2 separate regions of the Sus scrofa genome follow, and region 2 is linked to region 1. A link is a contact called in public Hi-C data. All regions are on one chromosome and are shown on one strand. The core of a region is the stretch at or near the end of the contact, and the rest is flanking DNA. Distances in the headings are between cores, read along the strand shown. Region 1 has its middle 45 kb from the start of CYTH3. Region 2 holds the start of CYTH3 (cytohesin-3).

What was found. Hi-C and Micro-C count contacts between places; a contact is called where the count stands out from the background.
Region 2: a contact with region 1 is called in a Hi-C map of subcutaneous adipose tissue, with 2.3 times the contacts expected there. A contact is called at or near these places in 1 of 5 promoter capture datasets (liver), 13 of 47 Hi-C or Micro-C datasets (alveolar macrophages, embryonic fibroblasts, fetal heart ventricle and 6 more) and 1 of 2 datasets of targeted methods (skeletal muscle).

Annotation. Positions count from the first base shown.
Region 1 is chr3:4,851,710-4,858,654 of Sscrofa11.1, forward strand. No RefSeq gene overlaps it. Among named protein-coding and RNA genes, the nearest start is that of CYTH3, 45 kb to the right of the region's middle.
Region 2 is chr3:4,897,035-4,903,584 of Sscrofa11.1, forward strand. It overlaps CYTH3 (cytohesin-3), which reads left to right and starts at 3,541. Exons shown (of 13, transcript XM_021086079.1): 1 at 3,541-3,694. The coding sequence starts at 3,658.

The sequences.
Region 1 (6,945 bases), core at 687-3,186:
CGCTCACATGTCCTGTCCCACTGTGTAAAGTCAAGTTTGGATGAATACATGAATTTTAAAACATTTAAACACTAAAAGTGTTAAAATCAGCTTCTCCCCCTCCTCTATTAAGGATCCTTAACAAAAATATCTAGACACCTCACTTTGCTTCCACGCAAATACTGATTTGGATCGGACGTGGTCTGCTCTCTGATACTGCTCTTCGTTGCCTGTAGTTGTCACACAGTCTCTAAAAAGGGTCATGGAGGAGTTCCTGATGTGGCACAGTAGGTTAAGGATCCAGCGGTGCTGCAGTTGTGGTGTGGCTTCTAGTTGCAGCTCAGATTTGATCCCTGGCCCAGGAACTTCCATATGTCTCGGGTGTGGCCATTAAGAAAAAAAGAATTAGGGGAGTTCCCGTCGTGGTGCAGTGGCAAATGAATCTGACTAGGAACCATGAGGTTGGGGGTTCGGTCCCTGCCCTTGCTCAGTGGGTTAAGGATCCAGTGTTGCCGTGAACTGTGGTGAACGTTGCAGACGTGGCTTGGATCCTGCGTTGCTGTGGCTCTGGTATAGGCTAGCAGCTACAGCTCCGATTGGACCCCTAGCCTGGGAACCTCCATATGCCGCGGGAGCGGTCCTAGAAAAGGCAAAAAAGAGACAAAAAAAAAAGCCAAAAAGAATTAGGGAGTTCCTATTGTGGCTCAGAGATAACAAACTGGACTAGTAGCCATGAGGATGAGGGTTTGACCCCTGGACTCGCTCAGTGGTTAAGGATCCAGCATTGCTATGAGCTGTGGTGTAGGTCACAGATGTGCTTCGAATGTGGTGTTGCTTTGGCTGTGGTGTAGGCTGGCTGCTGTAGCTTCAATTTGACCGTTAGCCTGGGAACCTCCATATGCTGTAGGTCCAGACCTTGAAATAATAAATAAGTAAATTTTTATCAGGGTCCAGGAATGTCGGAATTAGCCATCTTAAAAAAATTTACATCATGTAAGATGATGACACCAAAAAAACAACTAAATTTTCCTGTCGCCGCCTCTAAGGAGCAACAACTTTGTCCTCAGCTTTCAGAGGCGACCTCGCTGCTGTGTGACTGCTGCCCGCCCTGCTCACAACCATAACCACGGTGGGTCTGGCCTCCGCTGGGAGAAGAGGAGGGATCTGGAACAAGGGAGGGAAGGGCCTGGTTGGTTCAGGATGAGAATCGTTTAGGCCAAGGGACCTGCCAGGTGGGGAGGAGAGGGTGGGCCTCTCCCGGAAACTGCCTTCTCTCTCAGTGGGAAAAATCAACGTTTTCCTAGTTTAAACACTTTGATGTGGCTCTTGGAGGGACTGAAGAAACCTGGTTTTTCCTTAAAAAGGAAAAAAATCTATTCATCAGTACAGGGCATATCTTGAAGGTAATTTTATTTTATTTTATTTTTTGGTAACACTTATTTTTAAAGGACAGATGCATATTGCGTGTTAAGTTAGCAGGTGAGGTCAAAATTAGGATGAGAAGGTCAAGTTGCCTTCATTACTCTGGCAGATTTACTTTTTTTTTTTTTTTTTTTTTTTGGTCTTTTTAGGGCCTCACTTGTGGCATACGGAGGTTCCCAGGCTGGGGTCCAATCAGAGCTACAGCTGCCAGCCTACACCACAGCCACAGCAATGCGGGCTCTGAACTCTGCGACCTATACTACAGCTCACGGCAATGCTGGATCCTTAACCCACTGATTGAGGCCAGGGATCGAACCTTCAACCTTGTGGTTCCTAGTTGGATTGTTTTCACTGTGCCACAATGGGAACTCCTGGGCAGATTTCAATAGAACATTCTTGTCTCCCACTGGTCCAGCCGCAGTGGATGGGATGCGAGGGCCCCGACTGTGTGTATTTAGTCACTTTAGGAATTCAGGGTAATTTCAAGGAGCTGCCTAATTTGAGAGGCATGAATGGGTGGGGTGTGAAGCAAGCCCTGTGGTTGGCCTGTGAGATCCATTTTTGCCACTAGAGGGAGCCACGTGTTCACTTAGAGTGTGTCGCTTCAGGGAAGTTTTTGTGTTTTTTTGTGTTTTTTTTTTCCCAGTTACATTGTTTATCCAAATTCTTAAGCAAAAAAAGAACGTAAAAATGCTGGCGTCAGTCCACTTCATTGTGGTTTGTTAAGCTCAGCGAGAGTGATAAGATTGTAACTCATTGTAACTCTTTAGTGGATGCCGTGCAGCAAGAAGGTCCATGTGTTAGAGAAATTAATTTGGTGGTTTTGTCTTTAGGGAGCATCTGAAACCACATTTTCACACGTACCAACAAGAACGGGTGGTTTTGTCAGCATGTTCACTTCTGCCCAGAGCAGCTGAGCCCTGACAGGCCCCTTTAATAGGGTCTGGGTGTGTGCTCATCCAGCATGGGCCTCAGTGAGCTTGTTGGGAGCCTACTCTGTTCCGTGTGTGAGCGCCTCTGGGAGACTCTTAAAGGGAAATTTTCCACAAGAACAAGCCAATTTTTCACAACAGAAATCACAACTGTAGATTTCTTTGATGTCCTGTCGAGAAATGTTCTTCAAACATCAGAATCCGTTGAAATACTGAGAACTGCTGTTGTTCTAATGTTAACGAATGGTTGCTCTTTCCGGTGCATTTTGGTCAAAGATCTATAGGGGTTTTTTTTAACGATAAATTGTGATAATAACGTATATATAAATAGCTTACAAGCTATTGAATTTCTTGGAAATGTTCTGAGTACCACTTATGACTTATTAAAATTAAAGCAGTTTGTTTGAATAAATTCCAGGCTTCCTCTTTGTGAGATGTTTCCGTTTGAGTCTCTTGGGAGAGAAATTGCTGGGCTGTGGCTCTCTCTCTCCTGCTTGATTCAGACACATAATATTCAAAGCTCTGTAGAGATATTTTGCAAGATGCCCAAACCTGGCCTGAGTTTCTTATAAAACGTACGTCTTTAATGTTACAAAGGGTTTTAAGCTCATACCCTTATGCACGTGATTTGCCCCACATTTACTGTTGTCTTAAGATGTCTCAGGGTGAGGCTGTTTTATTGAAAGAAAAACTAACAGTAATGTTCAAGTTTCTAAGAACATTTCAGCCGCCATCAGGCAACAGCCCGTTTCACTAGCTAATAGGATCCATACGTGGACCCCCCCACCCCTGCAGCGTGAAGAGGCAGTGACTCTGACCGCTGGAATATTTCTTAGTCTTCAGGATGATGGTTCTCATCTCAGCCCAGACAGCATCGCTGGTAATGGGCAGAGACGTGATTTAAACAGTTGCCGAACATTGTTCATTCTTCATGTTGTTTTGTTTTTTTTCTTGTCACTTCTTTCCAAGATACCTATTCAACATCCAGCAAATGCTGATTGGGCGCCTACTGTAAACCAAGCATCCTAGTAGGTGCTGGGAACAGTGAGATAATGAAATCAGACCCCTGCCCTACAGAGCCCTGCCCTTCAGCTTGGTTCCTCATTAAGTAACTGAAGTGTAGGGCTCGAGGCACGAGGGGCATGCGTGGGGAAAGAACTGATAATTGACTTTTTGCTTGTGAAAATGACAAGTATTATGTCACAGAATCAAACCTTTGAAATTCCTGCTGTGGTGTAGTGGAATCAGCAGTGTCTCTGGAGCACTGGGATGCAGGTTCAGTCCCTGGCCCAACAGTGTAGGTTAAGGATCCGGCATTGCCGCAGCTGTGGCGTAGATTGCAACTGTGGTTAAGATCTGATCCCTGGCCTGGGAACTCTATATGCTGAAGGGCGGGCAAAAAATATCAAAGCCTTGTCTGGGAGTTCCTGTTGTGGCCCAGGGGGTTAAGAACCAGACATGGTGTCTGTGAGGCTGCAATCCCTGGCCTCCCTCAGTGGGCTAAGGATTGGGCTCAGATCCATTGTGGCTGTGGCTGTGGCATAAGCCAGCAACTGCAGCTCTGACTCAATCCCTATCCTGGAAGCTTCCATTTGCCACAGACGCAGTCCTAAAAAGAAAAAAAAAAAAAAAAAAACTTTTGTCTGGAGAGGATGATGCTGTTTAGTTTTTGGTGGTTGATGGGGATCTTCCAGGACGAAAATCATGCCTCCACTTCACATTCAAATCTCCACTAACCTCAGGCTGCACTGGCTGTGCCAGCCTCAGACTTTAATTCATTGTCCAAAACCAGTAATAATAATACTTACCTTGCCTGTACTATCCAATAGAGTAGCTTCTACCACATATGACTGCTTACATTGTAATTGAATAAAATCTGGACGTTTCTCTCATGATTCAGAGGAACTGAGTCAGACGAGCATCCATGAAGATGCAGGTTTGATCCCTGGCCTTGCTCAGTGGGTTAAGGATCCAGCCTTGCCGAGAGCTGCGGTGTAGGCTGCAGACTCGGCTCAGATCCCTTGTGGCTGTGACCGGTAGCTGCAGCTCCGACTCGATGCTTAGCCTGGGAACTTCCATATGCCGCAGGTGGGGCCCTAAAAAAAAAAAAGATAAGAAGATTTTTAATAAAGTAAGTGTGTGATTTTTTTTTTTTTTTAACTTTCAACACGCATCAATATTAGACAAAAACCCCATTCTCTTGAAGGGGAGGGAAAAAACCTCATGAGTTTGCACATGGTTTTCTGTGAGCATTTGCTCTACAAAAAGGGATTGTCTTAGTGTCTCACTTGTAATCTTACTCACGCGTGTATAAGTCAGGCTTCTCCAGAGAGACAGAACCAGTACGATGCACATGAAATCAGAAGAGCGAAGTTACTTTGGGCAGTTATGGAGGCTGAGAGGCACCAGCTGGAAAACTGGGAAGTTGCATGGCTTCACCCTCCAGGACCAGGGGAGTTGCTGTGGTGGCACAGTGGAAACGAATCTGACTAGGAACCATGAGGTGGCCAGTTTGATCCCTGGCTTCCCTCCGTGGGTTAAGGATCTGGCGTTGCCGTGAGCTGTGGTGTAGGTTGCAGACATGGCTCGGATCCTGCGTTGCTGTGGCTCTGACGTAGGCTGGCGGCTACAGCTCTGATTAGACCCCTAGCCTGGGAACCTCCATATGCCATGGGTGCGGCCCTAAAAAAACCCCAAACAAACAAAAACCCTCCAGGACCAGAAGCTAGAGCTCCAATGTCAAGGGCAGGACAAGGTGGACGTCCCAGCTCAAGAAGGGGCAGAAGTGGTCCTTCTGCCCTTCTCATCGTATCCAGACCCTCAGAGTCTTGGATGATACCACCCCAGGTTGGTTTGAACCAGTTTTCACTCAGCCTACTGATTCAAATGCTAATCCCTTTCAGAAACGCCCTCACGGGCACACCCAGAAATAATGTCTCACCAGCCATCTGGGCGTCCCTGGGCCCAGTCCTGGTGACACATAACATTGACCTTCACAGCAAGGCCTTCCTCTCTGGATGGAAGATGTGGGAGTGGAACAGGGGCCATGGGCACAGAAGGCCTTCCCTCTCTTGCCTTTATTTTACATGATTTCGAATCTTTAAAGCCACATTTTGTTCTAGTTTTTTCAATTAAAAGTTGTTTTCTTGCACTGTAAACCCGCTATAATGGAAAAAACAAAAATCATTATAAAATAAATTGTTTTATTGAAGTATAGTTGATTTACAATGTGTTCGTTTCTGGCATACAACAAAGTCATTCAGTTATTTATGTACATATATAGGTATTCTTTATTTTCTTTAACTTTTTGGGGGCTTTTTTTGGCCACAGTCATGGCATGTGGAAGTTCCCAGGGCAGGGATCCAACCTGCACCACAGCAGTCACCCAAGCTGTTGCAGTGACAACACTCCAGGTCTTTGTTTTAAAATGTAGTTTTAGGGAGTTCCCTTGGTGGCACAGTGGTTAATGAATCCGGCTAGGAACCATGAGGTTTCGGGTTCGATCCCTGGCCCCACTCAGTGGGTTGAGGATCTGGTGGTGCTGTGACCTATGGTGTAGGTTGCAGACACGGCTCAGATCACGCATTGCTGTGGCTATGGTGTAGGCCGGAGGCTACAGCTCCAATTATGCCTCGGGAAGCGGCCCCAGAAAAGGCAAAAAGACCAAAAAAAAAAAAAAAAATAGTTTTTACTCTAATTCAAAAAGATATATGCCGGAGCTCTTGCTGTAGCTCACTGGTAACGAACCCAACTAGTGTCTGTGAGGACGTGGGTTCAATCCCTGGCCCTGCTCAATGGGTTAAGGATCTGGTGTTGCTGTGAGCTGTGGTGTAGGTTGCAGACGCGACTTAGATCCCGAGTTGCTTGTGGTAGCTGTGGTGTACGCCGGCAGTTGCAGCTCTCATTCAATCCCTAGCTTGGGAACATCCATTTGTGTGGCCCTACGGAAGACAAAAACCACCAACAATGAGCCCTTGGCCTTTTTTTCATTGAATTCTAAGCATTTTTATTGTCCAAGAGCAATGGGCTTTAGAGTCTCTTTCAATCTTGCACTTTTGGGAACACGTCATCCTCTCTTAAGCTGTCCCCAGACCTGGTTTGTAGGAAGGGACGTGGGCTACAGCCTTCAGCACAGCCCAAGGGAAATACAGACTCAGGTTTACAGCTTGACCTTGGCTCTGGTGGCAGGACAGTTCGCTGGACTTGAGAGGCTGCCTGGGAACATCCTCTGCTGCCCCCTGTGAGGCCACGAGGCGACTCAGGATGTGCACGAGGTCGGCGTGAGAAACTGAGGTGGTCTTGGAAGCTGTGGCCCCCTGGACCTTCGGGCTCAGGGAAGAACCCTTGGGCTGCTTCCCACGCGAAGCCGGACTTGGCTTCCTCCTCATCACCTCTAAAAATAGGACTTGGAAGTCATGGCCCCTGTGATGTAATGCATCTCAGTCATGGGCAGGAAGTGATGCTTTCCTGCCAGGCCCGCAGTGTCCTCAGGAGATGAGCTGGGAAGGACATTCCTTCTCCTGTTTCACGATAGGAACGTCAGAGCGCTTAGGGCTGCTTTTTGCAGCCAGAGAGGTCAGACTGGCTATATTTGGGTGACGCTGGATGTGTG
Region 2 (6,550 bases), core at 2,291-4,790, 47 kb after region 1:
AATTAAGCTGCCCTTGGTAACAGGAGGCCAGAGGACTGAGGTCAGTTGTGCGGGTTCCAGCGGGACGAGAACAAGGTGAAGGAAGGTAGACGGCAGGGAACGATCGGAAAGGGAGTCAGGATCCTACGGAGGATGTGATGTCCGGGCTTTTGAAAATTTAACGAGGCTGTGACTTGACGCTCAGAGCCCTGGGCCGCGTGGCAAGTGCTCGTCCGCACCAGAGCGGATTGGGTCCAACGAGATGCTTTCTTTCCGAGATGAAATTAGATTTGGGACAGCCTGGCTTTGCTCTCGTGACTGTGAGCCTGCGGTGCGCTGGCCACTGTGTGCGCCTTCCTCACTCCCCCTGGGCCAGACCCCTGAGCAGATGCCCCCGGATTAGCGGAGGTTTCCATCTGCTGATGGCCACTGCCGTCGCTGCCTGTTGTGACTGGCAGCAGAGGCGCTGTGCAGGCGGCGTGGGCGGCCTCGTTCTGGCTGAGCCCGAAGAAAGCGGCCTTGGCAAGGTCTGGGCTATTGTGACCTTAGTGCTGGGCGAGGACACGTCTGTCCCATGTCATAGACTTTCACTTGGAGGATGGAGATGAATGTACAAAGGAGAAGTCCCCTGACCTTTCCGGAATGTGCACATTCTTGATGTCTTAACTCTTTCTGCAATGGTCAAAGGGCTGATAAATGGCTTTCAACATATTTTCAAGATGCCTGCCACTTTTGATTGCCCTGCTCATCCAGCAGCCACACCAAATCCCACTGCTTTCTTCTCTGCTTTGAAGTGGCCCAGGACCTGCAGTGGATCCTGGAGACAAAATAAGTACAGACTACGGTCTTTGTTTTTTTTGTTTTTTTTGTTTTTTGTCTTTTTGCCTTTTCTAGGGCCACTCCCGCGGCATATGGAGGTTCCCAGGCTAGGGGTCGAATCGGAGCTGTAGCCACCGGCCCACGCCAGAGCCACAGCAACGCGGGATCCGAGCCGCGTCTGCAACCTACACCGCAGCTCACGGCAACGCCAGATCGTTAACCCACTGAGCAAGGGCAGGGACCGAACCCGCAACCTCCTGGTTCCTAGTCGGATTCGTTAACCACTGCGCCACGACGGGAACTCCCAGACTACGGTCTTGGTCTGAAGGTGTTTCCAGGCTGCAAAGCCAATACGCTGGAAGCAGCCAACACTGTGAGATAAATCTATATATAGGGTAGGACAGCAGATTTTCAATTAAGTAATGATGTGTGTAATTATTTGCTTAATGGCTGTGTTCCTGCTAGGCCATAAGTCCCTTGAGGACAGGAACCAACTCTGTCTTTTTCAGCGTCATAGTCCCAGCATCTGGGACAGGGCCTGAAACACAGCAGGGGCCTAAATATGTGTTGTCTGATGGAATGATGGCAGTAAGGTTTTGGGTTTAATACCGATTACCTTGGTGTCTGCTGCATGAATTGTTTTCCTTATAGATTCACTTATAAAGCTTTCTCTATCTGAGCAACACACACATAAGCTAGGCTTTTCGTGAGTGTCTATCCTAGTGGGTTCCTAGGGTGCGTAATATTTCTGTGTCGGGGCAAATTGTACGTGAGCAGTTTTGTTAACTCTTATTTTGGTGGGATTTAAGAGATCCTGGCGAGCAGCTCTTTTCCAAAACTACTTTTTCAATTAAGTACTAATTCCTTTGCATACCGAAGGTTTTAAAGTTTCCCAATTTCCCCATTCGAGTGCAGAAATAAAGGCCTACACCCTAAGCCTTTATTCTCCCAGCACTTTTTGCAGTCAAAATTGAGGCCATGGCTAAGCTGTGGGGATAATACAAGAGCATGCTTACAAATAACTGGGCAATGCTTGATTCCGATAGAAATGAGCTTAGGTGGGGATCAGAGAAGCAATTTTCAGACTCAGGCTTTGCAAGAAGCACCTTTGGGTCACACTAAGAAACCTAAAGAATTAGGAGTTGACATTGAAAAGCATTTACAATTGATAGGATCGTTGAGTTCAAAGCTCCCTATGTCATGGTATCAAGTTCAAAGCATGCTGTCATTTTTCTCAGTATCTACCATGTTATCTCCAAGATAACCCAGCCGACAGGAACAGGATCAGGAAGCCAAGTCTGTGGGCTGGGACGCAAACCTACGTCCTCTGATGCCTGGACCCTTTTTCTGCTATTTGTCACGTAAGCTGCCAAACATCTTATCTGTACCCAGAAGTGTGCCAGGAGGCTTGAGAAGCACCAGAATGCTGGGTGTCTTAATTCTTGAGATTATTGCGTGATCGAACTCTTTGGCATCATCGAACGACCTTGAACCAAAAAGCCAAAACTGTCCATTTTGATAAATAACAGCAGAAAGTTCCTTCAACTCAAGGGGCCATTTGTAAATATAAAACAGTTGCTGGAAAATTATATTAGCTATGAATTATCTCCTCCATGACAAGTTTCTTTTCCTTTAATGGAATTTAGTTCAAGCAAATTGAACAGAAAAACTTGGGAGGGGCCACATTCAGTGGTTCAAGAGGAGTTACTGGAAGCAAGATGTGGGTTGGAGGAGTTCCCACTGCTGCTCAGCCGTGAGGATGAGGGTTAGATCCCCTGCCTCCCTCAGTAGGTTAGGGATCCTGCATTGCTGTGAGCTGAGGCTGCTCAGATCTGGTGTTGCTGTGGCTGTGGTGTAGGCCGGCAGCTACAGCTCAGATTTGATCCCTAGCCTGGGAACTTGCATATGCTGCGGGTGTGGCCCTACAAAGAAAAAAGAAAAAAAAAAAAAAAAAGGCTGTGGTGTGGGTAAGGAGAGCCACAGAAGATCTGGAGCAGGGGCAAGCTGAGGCCATCTGCCCAGGAGGCCTGTGCTTGGGACCCTGGCTGTGCCCACGGGAAATTGAATTCAGAGCTCCTTCTGCATCCTAAATCCAGGGCAGCTGGCAGCTTTCCAAGGGAGACTGGAGCGAAAAGTGCCAGCGCATCTGAGGCCAGACTGGCCAATCCCTACGTAGCCCGCTGAGGGTGGGTCCCAGGTGTGCCTGCGTGGGCTTCGGGTCCGACCTCAAGATAACGTTTATTTATAAGCTTTACACTGTGTTAATTTTAAAGTACACTCATCGCCAGGAAGGAGAGCCTCCATTATACATCAGAAAGCGGAAAGGCTGGAATTACTCTGAAATTTCTCCAGCCGAAGGGGGAAGGCTTGACTTTGAAATCCGTTTCTCGATCTTTTCTCCTGAGTGCACGTGCGAGGACCCTCTCCCACCGGCGCCGCTGGGTTTTGCAGAGTGGGCATTCCGGTGCCCCGGACCCCACGTCAGTCCCGAGACTGCTCGAAGGCGGGGGCGGGGCGGGCGGGGCGGGGCGGGGCCGGGTGGTTCACACGCAGGTCGCCCACGAGGGTCGCGTCTCAGCCGCGCGGGGTCCCGGGCGGGGCCGCGCGCGTTCCCGTGGGGTCTGGGCGGGTTCCCGCGGGCGGGGCCGCGCGGCCTCGGGCCCCGCCCACCGGGGAGGGGCGGGGCCTGCGGCCCACGTGACGGCGGCGCTGAGCGGCGAGCGCCCCGCCCGGCGGGAGGAGGCCCGGGCCGCGACCCGGCCCGCGCGCTGCTGGAGTCTCCCGGCTGTCCGCGCGCTCCGCACCCGCGGCCCCTCGCCCGCCGGCCCCGGGCTCGCCGGCAGCGGGAGCGGCCTCAAGATGGACGAAGACGGCGGCGGCGGCGAGGGCGGCGGCGGTGAGTGTCGGAGGTGTGGTCGGCCCGGCTGGCGGCCTGGGGCGGGGGTCGCGGACACGCCGGACGGGAATGGGGAGGGCGGGTCCGGGGTCGGGGTCTAGTCCTCCGGGGGAGACCGGGTCCTGCAGCGCCGGTGCAGGCTGGTGACCGCCGAGGCCCGCGGCGCGCCGGGCCCCGGGGCCCGAGGCGGGGGTCCGGGGGCCCCGAGGCGGGGGCCGACGGGGTCGTCGCGGAGCCCGAGTCGGGGTCCGGGGGGAGCCCGGGTCTGCCCTCCGGCTGGGGTCGCCCGGAGGCTCGAGTCGGGGCTCGGGGGTCTCTCTTCCCGGGCGGGGGACCTTGGGGGCGACCTTCCCCGCCTCTTGTCGCCAAGGGCGTCCACGCCCTCCGGAGTCCAACCGCCCGTGATGACCGTCTCGGTGTCTTGTCTCCGGTGGTGGCAAGGGGAGAAGCCACGGGAAACCGGGAGTGGAAAGTTGTGAATTGGGGTTCCTCCGGGTCCAAGAAGGGCGGCTGGGGCGGGGGAGAGGGTTGAAAATCGTGACCGTTTTTTGGCTTTAGGGCAGAAGTGGTCAGTGGATCGTTTCCGTGGGGAGGGGGCAGCTAGAGCTCACGCATTTAATGAAGTAAACGTTATGGAGTGAGCCAAAAAAAAAAAAGAGGAGCCGAGGGTCGGAGTCGGGCACTGCAGGAGCTCAGAGGTGCGACCAGAAAACCAGGCTGTCTCTCCGACGCTCAGTTACCTCTTGCTGGAAGATTGGCGTTTGTTGTCCATTATTGAGTGAAGTACACATTACTGTTGTGTCATGCTGCGAATTACGCCTTTAAAACCGAATAACGTGTCTGTATGGTGCCGTGGATGGAGTGGGTCGTTGGCTTGGGAAGCGAAGGGTTAATGCCCCTGTTTTCCAGGACCGTCCTAAGTTAAGGATTTCCCTGCTTTTGCTAAATATCTCCTTTATGCTGACAGACGGACTCATCAGAACTCCTTGTAATAAGGGAGTGTTTGTGGGGGGGGGAGAGAAATCTTAATTACAGGCTGCTGGAGCAGCTGCCTTTAAGAATCAGCAGTATTGAATGCTTCAGGATGAAGTGGTTAATCAAGGTGCCTTCTAGAATTGAAGGGCCGCTCTGGGGGAGGATGTGGGTACCCCAAGAAGCAGTGCGTGCGCTGTGAGGGTGGGACGTCGGCCCAGGTCCTGGCATTTGTGGAGTTCAGTTCTCGCGGTTGAAGCTAGGGGTAGCCCTGTGGCACGGCGAGGGTGTGTTGTTTATGATGGAAAGTTCCGTGGCAAGAAGGAGCCCACGTGCACACACCCTCCTCGAGCGAGGCTGCTGTCTGGAGTCTGTAAGGGATGGATTCTCCGTGACTGCGGTGCTTCCTGCCTGTCACCGTTGGGGCAGGGCCCCGGGCATCGGCAGGGAAGTGGCTCCTTTTTAGAAGACGAAGACCCACCAGCTGTAGTACTTAAACGTTTGACAAGGGAGTCGAGGGAGCCGGCTGGCTCTGCGACTCACTGGCAAGGCGTTTTGGACTCAGTGAGTTGAGAAATGTAGAAAACTTAAAGGTAAGAGCAGGTAGAAGGACGGTGGAAAAAAAGCCAGCCACTGTTAGGTCTTGAGTGCAGTAGCAAAGGATAGTATTAAGGCGCAAACGTCTGAAGACGTTCTTTGGGCTGTTAATAGCTCTTCTGGGAATACAGTCTTGAGATTTCAAAAGGAAAAAAAATCTCATGCACAGGAGATGGGCATTTGCCGTTTAAATTAGTAGAAAATTGGAATCCGCAGTGCCTAACCGGAGACTGGTGAGGTAAATTATGGGGCCTTTATTGGATGAAATACTTACAGCCCTTAAAACGAAGCAGATTTATACATTGGGATCTAAAGGAATATAAAAGCTGCTCCTACTAGGGATGCTTCATTTTTTTCACTTTCTATACTTTCCAAGTTTCTGGAATGATGTCTATTTCAAATTTTGAAAAAAAAAAAAAGACTTATTAAAAATTTTACCCTGCAGTGGGAAAAGGGGTGTGATTGTTTTTCATGTGTGTATCATTTAATTCACTTCACTGGACCGGTCAGCAGTGACCAGATATTTGTTGATTGTCTACTAAAATGCCCCTGCAGCATTAAGCTTTATTAATATGCTTTATTAATAAATATGCTTCATTAATATGCTTTATTCATATGGTTTATTGATCTTTATTAATATGGTAACCTTTCTTCCTTGCCCGATGAAAGACCCTTACATGTGTTTGGCATTCTTAGAGTATGTTTTTGGATAAGGGCAAAGTGTAGAGTTTTGAAGTAAGAGTCCTTCTATAGTGATTATGATATAAATTTGATGTGCTTCTATTTAGCTCTTTTTTTTTTTTTTTTTTTGTCTTTTTGCCATTTCTTGGGCCACTCCTGCAACATATGGAGGTTCCCAGGCTAGGGGCCGAATCGGAGCTGTAGCTGCCAGCCTACGCCAGAGCCACAGCAACGCGGGATCCGAGCCGCGTCTGCGACCCACACCACAGCTCACGGCAACGCCGGATCGTTAACCCACGGAGCAAGGGCAGGGACCGAACCCGCAACCTCATGGTTCCTAGTCGGATTCGCTAACCACTGCGCCACCACGGGAACTCCTATTTAGCTCTTGATGGAGGTTTCGAAGTGACCAATCCTCTTTGCAGCTGATTCATTTTCACTACCATTTAGATTTCTTAAAAAACGCTTTAAAATTCCTGTTGTTCAAAATAAAGGTCAGCCCTTCGAAAGAGAATCGCTTCAGTTGCCAGTCATTTGGCAGATGTCACCTTTTTCGAGTATTTTCAGAGTATAGTACAGAACTTTGGCCCGGACGTGGGGAAGTCG